Linked DNA regions of Mus musculus: region 2 is linked to region 1. The links are chromatin contacts, called in public promoter capture Hi-C maps. All regions are on one chromosome and are shown on one strand. The core of a region is the stretch at or near the end of the contact, and the rest is flanking DNA. Distances in the headings are between cores, read along the strand shown. Region 1 overlaps Nfatc2 (nuclear factor of activated T cells, cytoplasmic, calcineurin dependent 2). Region 2 overlaps Atp9a (ATPase, class II, type 9A).

Region 1 (3,684 bases), core at 642-3,141:
ACTGAGCAGAGGCCACGCTGGTTCCTCAAGGGGTGGGAGTGGGGAGGAACTGCACAGCCATGGTGAGAATCCAAGCACCAAAGTGCTGCATGGGACAGAGCCTCCCCTGCAAACGCAGTGGCTGCCTCCTCTGCCAGAGGCCGTGGCTGCCAACATCTAGAACATCCCCTGCCCTGAGGTTGAGTCCGTAGTCCTCACCATCATCAACAGAGACAGCATTGGGGTGTCTAACAGACTTAGCAGGAATCCCAGAGGTTTCCCCTGGACTCCCGGGCCTCTGCTGGCATCCCATATTCCCATCTGATAGTCATGGGAAAGCTGTCATGTCATCTGACGAAGGTCACATCGGGAGCCTGCATCAGGAGCATTCAGGAAACCTCACCTCTGCCTGCTCCCGAGTGGAGCCATGTCAATTAAGCCATGCTTCGGCACCTCTCCTTGGTCCATCAGAAAGTGGTACAGGGATCCAGGGTTGCTGGCGTGCGGTCTGTGGGTGCAGTGTACCATTGAGGCCATTGTGCAGGGCAAGGATTGTTTTCTTGGCAGCTTCTGCTACCTAGTGAGTGTTAAGTCCTGGACACATGTCCCCAGCCCTGTGCTAGATACTCGTTAAGTACACAATGGGTGTGGCTCAGGCATGCCCTGAGAATGTGGTAGAAGTGTGGGCTTCTTGAGAGACAGAGAGAGCCTATGGCACCGAGTGACCATGCGCATGTTAGCTCCTGAGATGTGTCCTTCTCTTCTCGGGGAGAGGTCTTCAAATCATGTAGCCAAGTGTGGTCCCTCATTTGCCTTTCTAGATAAAGTTATATTAGCACACAGTGACGTCCCCTCATTTAAATGACATCCATTGTGGCTTTGCTATTGTTAAGGCATGGGTGAGTATTATTGACAGAGACAGCGTGGCCTTCAGAGGCTGAAGGATGTCTGATCTTGTCCTCTGTGGAGCAGGACATGGGAATGATGGATTGACGAGAGAGACCGTCACCTCTGATGGAAGGAGATGTGCAGCCTGTCAGGAGGGAGGAAGGGAGGGAGGGAGGGAGGGAGAGAGAGAGAGAGAAAGAGAGAAAGAGAAAGAGAGAAAGAGAGAGTGGGAGGGGCCACAAGGGGTTGTAAAGATGCAGCCTGGCGACTTCCTGCCGAGGTGTTAGAGATGACATTAGGTAGAATCGGAGTGTGGGGACGGGATAATTAGTATGGTCATCTTGAAGGCTCTGAGGACACTGCTTGCATGGGCGAACTTAGGAGTTTTGGTTTCCATGTGAGTTTTGCTGTGACACTTCCGAGGTTTTTTTTTTTTTTTTTATAAGACACTAGAAAAGCCAAGTTCCCATCAGCCCTCAGTGAACTGTTAAAACAAACAGTGCTCTGACACGTGCCTCCTGGACTCTAACGTTGGCGCAAAGGTGGAGACAGGCTATAGTAACCATGCAATGTAATTACTTGAGAGGTGCAAGATGGTGTGTGCAGATGAGGGAGGGACCCAGTCCCTCAGCCTTTGCTCAGCTACTGTGCAACTTCAGTTACTACCCAACCAGCAGGCATTGGATGAGGAGACAGAGACGTGTGTCCTGCTCCTTGTCTGTGCCATCCAGTGGCTGTTTTATCTGCCTCCTGCCAGCCGCTTCCCCCCACCCCCCATCACCCTCTGCGTCTTTGCTATGTGTCACTTTACAGTCTGTCCCCATACACCCTTCATCCGACAACTTGTCACACCATAGGCATTTAATCGGCTATGTGAAGCACAATCCAAGGGTCCTGCTTGTCTCTTAGGCAGCCCCGGGAAGCCCTGTTTGCCTCAGCCTCTCAGATGCACCATACCCTGGGTGTTGGGCGCTAGGCGTGTGAGGCAGGCTGGCCCTCGGTGGCTTTCCTGTGCTGAAGGAAGCGGAGGAAGGAAGCTGCAGTGATTCGTGGGGGGCATGTCAGTTCACCGGGCCACAGCCAGGCTTCGCAGGGCCCTTGTCTCTGTGGCCAGTGTGCCTTGGGCCAGCCTGAGGCTAACAGGAGCTAAACTTCATGGGCTAAGCACAAGTTAGTTTTATAAGACGAAGAAGACGGAAGAAAAAGCTTCTTTTTCACTTTCCTTTTTTAATCGAGAAGTATGCTGTGGGTGTTCCCCTGCGGTTCGCAGTCAAAGGGAGCATTGTCTTTGAGCTCCGAGTTCCCCTTGGGGCTTCGATGTTGCGTGTGGCTAACTTTAACTTTGAACTAACGCTTTTAGGACTGGGCTCGGGTTGGGGTCCCAGGCCTGGCTCTGAACAAGGGAGCAGGCTTGTTCATTGTGCCTAGTGAGCAGGCTGCCCCATCTCATCTCCCCTTCCTGCTCTGAGGTACCCCCTCCTCCCCACTCCCCTCTTTTCCTTTGTGAGCAGAGGGCAGAATGAGTTGAAGCTGGACGAAGCGACTGTCCCTAGGGAACATGCTGGGGTGCTGATGAGCGGGAACCAAGAAGGACCAAGGGCTAGGTCAGGGACTTTCAGTAGGAATCGCAGGGAAGAAAGAATTAAGAATTACAGCCTCATATTATGTTGGGATGGTGTGCTCAACTCTGATCTAGTACGTGGGAGGCTCAGGCAGGAGGATTGCTGTCAGTTTGAGGCCTGTCTGGGCTACGTAGTAATAGTGTATTTCAAAAAAACCCAAGGCAAAGGAAGTCTGAGTGACCCCAAAGCATTCCTCCCGTATGTGTGCGCCACATTGGCTGTGGACTTGTCCTCTGATGCCTTTTCTGTTTGGATCTACTTCTGGTAGATTTTCTGTCTGGTTTTCTTGGTGAGGAAAGGCTGGGCCTGCGTGCACAACCTTGGACCCTGGGTGTGGATGTGATTTGTAGAAAGCCATGACTTGGGAAGTACAGCAGCCAGGGAGAAAGTTGCTATGATTTGTTTGGGACCTGGCCGTGGATCCTGGCTTGGGAAGCTCGCATCCCCCGTCAGAGCCGGGCTGGAGTGATGGTTCTTAGTGGGAAACCCTTTATCCTGCCTCCGACTCCAGCCAAGCTGCCGAGGACAATGCTGCTACCCTTGCTCCACTCCACGGTCTTCCCATCTCTGGCCAGGTTGGCCAGCAACCTTTTTATTTAGTCAGATGAGGCTTTACCAAGGGTCAGCTACACATAGGGAACTTGTGGGTTACTTGAAGCAGAAATGGGTGAGGGAGGCCACATGGGTAGTAGAGTGAACGAGCTAACAATAGAGGGGGTGGCTTCTAGGGGTTGATTTCCACTGCCAGGAAAGAGAAAAATGGCCAGGCTGAGTATGCAGAAGGAGCTGTGGCAGCAACCACATCTGGACTTGTCTTGAACAGCCGACTGCTTGTTGCTCCTCTGTGCTGGGTGCCTCGGCCTCTCTGGACTGTGGTAGAAAGGATGTGTGTAGCATGGGGCTCATTCTTGGAGTGAAGGCAGCAGTGGTTTTGGGCTTCTTCTATGTCAAAATGTCAGAGCCTACAGCGAGACTCATGGGTACACTGAGGGACGCTGATGGTTTAAATTGATGATATCCTGGGAGGAGGGTAACTGAGTCCTTAGAACTCTCTCCAGGAGCTGCTCCTGCTAGCTGTCCCCACAGTCCACAAGGCAGTGACTGTGTTGTCCCATATACTCGCAGCCCAGTGTGTGACTGGTGCTTCCTAGCCTTATGAATCTCAGGCTCAACAGTGTCAGCAGCTGGAGGCAGT
Region 2 (3,684 bases), core at 549-3,048, 170 kb before region 1:
GCTTAAAGAACTCCACATGCCCCTGCCCTGCGGCCACCCTGCCCTCCCGGCCCCCCATCCTTTCTGTTTGCTTTCTCCTCCCCCTTCCTTTCCTCCCACTCTTTCTTTCTCTCCCTCCTTCCATAGCCCCTGTTTCTAGGCCTTAGTGAGGTCTCCAGACCCTTCTCAGACCCTGGGTCTCAGCTTGCAGACTGAACCCATGCTGGCCTGGTGCTTGAAGGTCGCTCATTCCTGTCCCAGCCTGTGCATCACAGCTGTGGTATCACTGAGACTTTCCAGCAGTCGCTAACCCACGGGCTGAGCCTTGGGGTCATAGTCACGAGTGTCCCTCCTGAGTCAGTGGGTATGAGAATGAGAGGGCCTATGGGACCAGGAAGACCTTGTACAGCCCAGAACTACAGCGAGAAACCCCGGCTCTGGGGCCCCAGTGGGATGATTGCTTTGAGGCAGGGCCTCATGTAGCCCAGGCTGGCCTCACCCTGTCCTTACCTCAGAGGACTTAGATAACAGCTGTAGGTCATCCGATGAGCTGCCCAGTGGGGTTTTTAAATCACAGCCCTTCCATCTGGGAATTAGAGTGATAGTTCCTGGTGCAGCACCTAGTGATTATTGTCCCAAGTCTTGGTGCTGGGTTGGGATGCAGGGCCTTTGCATATGCGACACAGGTGCCACTGCTCACTAGAGTTAAAGCTCAACCTCTAAGAATCCATGTGTACGTGCGTATGTGTGACAACGGAGGGTGAAGGGGGCGTTGGCTCCATCCCTGGAGCTGGACTGTGGCGGCTGTGAGCTGAGGATTCGAGTGCCTCAGCCTCCACTAACATTGCAGTTGGTTTCCCTCTGAGGCTAGTCAGTCAGGATTTTCCAGCTTGTTTTTACTATTGTAAAGTATAATTTTTGTATTGAAGATAGTCTTGATAAACTTTATATAGTTTTAAAAATTAAATATGTATATATATTTTGCTAGGTGTGGCACACACCGTCAGACCTGGTGCTTAGGAGGCCGGCCTGGGCTACATAGTGAGATCTTGTCTAAATAAATAAACAAAAATTTTATTATTGTCTTGTTGGGTTGGGGGTGGGTGTATACCATGGTCCTCATGCGGAGGCCAGATAGTTGTAGAACTGTTCTCTCCTTCCATCCACATGGGCCTGGGGACTGGGCAAGCCACGAGGCTTGGTGGCAAACTCCTTGACTTGCTAAGTCATCACGGGGAACCTTGTCTTTGGAGGAATTTTTATTGGCCGCATTCTCAAGTGAGTAGATGCTCAAAGGGTCTGATCACATTTTATTATGTGGGTTTCTGGAAGGTTCTACAAAAGCAAGACTAAGTACGTTATTCTGGTCTTTCTGAGGTAGGGTCTTACTATGTAGCCCAGGCTGGTCCCACAGTCTCCATCAGGGCTGGGATGACAGGTGTGGTCACAGTTTGTCATCTCAAGCTGCTGTGGGTGAGAGGGCTGGATGCAGTCATGTCTGGCTTCTGTTAAAAGGGGGGGGGTTGGTAGCATAGGGGGGGCCAGGGTTCCGTGTCTGCCTGCTGACAATGCCTGGTCACTAAGCTGGCCTCACACTCCCGGCCTGACTGTGTCGACATTTCTGTGTCGGAATGGAATGTGCCGCCAAGGCTGACCTTGAACTCCTGACTCTCCTTCATCCTCCCAAGTGCTGGAGTAATGGTCACTCACTGCAGGACTGGACTATACAGGGTCCCGGCAGCCTTTCCTATGGCCTTGCTGAGGCTTCTCCGTGACAAGGCCCCGCCCACATCACAGCTGAGCTGTCTGTAGCAGTGGCTTGCTGCTGGTCTCCATGGGAACAGGGGAAGGGAGAGGAAAGTTCACAGTGAGGTGGAGGTTCCCCAAGGCCTGGCTGGCTTCAGAGACTCAGATGCAAACAGACTGTGTGGTTCAAGTTTGGGCTCAGCTGCTTTTACCCATGAACTGGAGCAACTGAGTTCCTTTTTGAAAAATGCCAAGGTTAATACCAACCAGTGCTTTGTTGTTTGGGATTTTTATTTAAAAAAAAAAGGGGGGCTGGGCAGCTGTGGCATATGCCTTTGATCTCAGCACTCAGGAAGCAGAGGCAGGTGGGATCTGTGAGTTCAAGGCTAGCCTGGTCTACAGAGCGACTTCTAGAACAAAAGAAACCCTGTCTTGACCCTCCTCCCCAAAAAGGAGATCTTGGTTATTTCTCTTCTGAGTGTTTTGCCTTCATGTACGTATGAGAAACACAGTGTCTTACACGCGTTCTCACGACCGGCCAGGAAGAACACAACAAACCAGAATCTTCTGCGGCAAAACTTTATTGCTTACATCTTCAGGAGTAAGAGTGCAAGCCCCCCATTGCTTACATCTTTAGGAGCAAGAGCGCCAGAGCGCCAGAGCGCGCTCTATTGTTTACATCTTTAGGAGCAAGAGAGCAAGCCCCAAAGCCCCAAGCCCCAAAAGCGAAAAGCCCCAAAACGAAAGCGAAACCCCGTCCCTATTTAGGAGAGTTATCCTTCGCCTAGGACGTATCACTCCCTGATTGGCTGCAGCCCAGGGCCGAGTTGTTGCCACGGGGAAGGCAGAGTACATGGGGTGGAGAAATACCCTTGGCACATGCGCAGATTATTTGTTTACCACTTAGAACACAGCTGTCAGCGCCATCTTGTGACGGCGAATGTGGGGGCGGCTTCCCACAACAGTGTACCTGGTATCGGGGGTCTGTGGTATTGGGGAGTCCTGGGAGCTGGAACCACGGAGCATCCTGAGAGAGGCACTAACCATTGAGCTCTGGTTCCTACAACAGCAGGAGGACTCTTGAGTTGCTGAGCCATCTCTCCAGACCCAGTTTGGGGTTTTTTGAGACTTGGTCTCAATATGTAGCTCTAGCTGGTGTGGAACTCACAGAGATCCCCCTGCATCTGCCCCCTGGGTGTTAGAATTAAGTCTTGTGTCATCAGACCCGGCTTTTCTGTATTTTGTTTGAGACGTGACATGGTGGTTTGAATATGCTTGGCCCAGGGAGTGGCACTGTTTGGAGGTGTGGCCTTGTTGGAGTAGGTGTGTCACTGTGGGCCTGGGCTTTAAGACCCTCATCCTAGCTGCCTGGAAGCCACTCTTCTCCTAGTGGCCTCCAGATGGAGATGTAGAACTCTCAGCTCCTCTTGCACCATGCCTGCCTGGATGCTGCCATGTTCCTGCCTTGAGGATAATGGACTGAACCTCTGAACCTGTAAGCCAGCCCCAGTTAAATGTTGTCGTTGCCTTGGTCATAATGTCTGTTCATAGCAATGGAAACCTTAACCAAGACAGAAGTTGGTGCCAGGGACTGGGGTATGACTGTGATAGGCCTGACCATGCTTTTGTTTGGAAGAATGTGGATTTTGGGACTTCGGATTGGAAAGCTGTGGAATGCTTTAAGTGGGGCTTAATGGGCTGTAGTATATGGACGGCTGTTACTGCAAGTGATTTGAACTGTGCAGACCAGGCCTGTGGCGTTTCAGTGTGTGGCCGAGCGACTGTTTTTGTGGTATTTTGGTGAAGAGTGTGCATGCTTTTTGTCCTTGTCTGAAAAGTCTGCCTGAGGCTAAGATAAAGAGATTAATATTTATTGCATTGATAAAGGAAGTCTCAAAAAAGCCCAACAGAGACTTCATTCTCTGGTTTGGTCTCATGAAGAGCATTTTGAGCAAGCAT

The links. Capture Hi-C pulls out chosen DNA fragments and counts their contacts.
Region 2: a contact with region 1 is called in a promoter capture Hi-C map of liver. The contact joins two enhancer-like sites. A contact is called at or near these places in 2 of 9 other capture datasets (embryonic stem cells and liver).

Annotation. Positions count from the first base shown.
Region 1 is chr2:168,554,673-168,558,356 of GRCm38.p6, reverse strand. The region is part of intron 3 of Nfatc2 (nuclear factor of activated T cells, cytoplasmic, calcineurin dependent 2); the gene reads left to right. Among named protein-coding and RNA genes, the nearest start is that of Nfatc2, 34 kb to the left of the region's middle. Within about 2 kb of position 1,891, at least 72 of the 459 cell types and tissues checked have an H3K27ac peak or open chromatin away from gene starts, as enhancers often do. A contact at or near this core is called in liver, where this site is marked.
Region 2 is chr2:168,724,310-168,727,993 of GRCm38.p6, reverse strand. All of the region lies in intron 1 of Atp9a (ATPase, class II, type 9A), which reads left to right. Among named protein-coding and RNA genes, the nearest start is that of Atp9a, 16 kb to the left of the region's middle. Within about 2 kb of position 1,798, at least 71 of the 459 cell types and tissues checked have an H3K27ac peak or open chromatin away from gene starts, as enhancers often do. A contact at or near this core is called in liver, where this site is marked.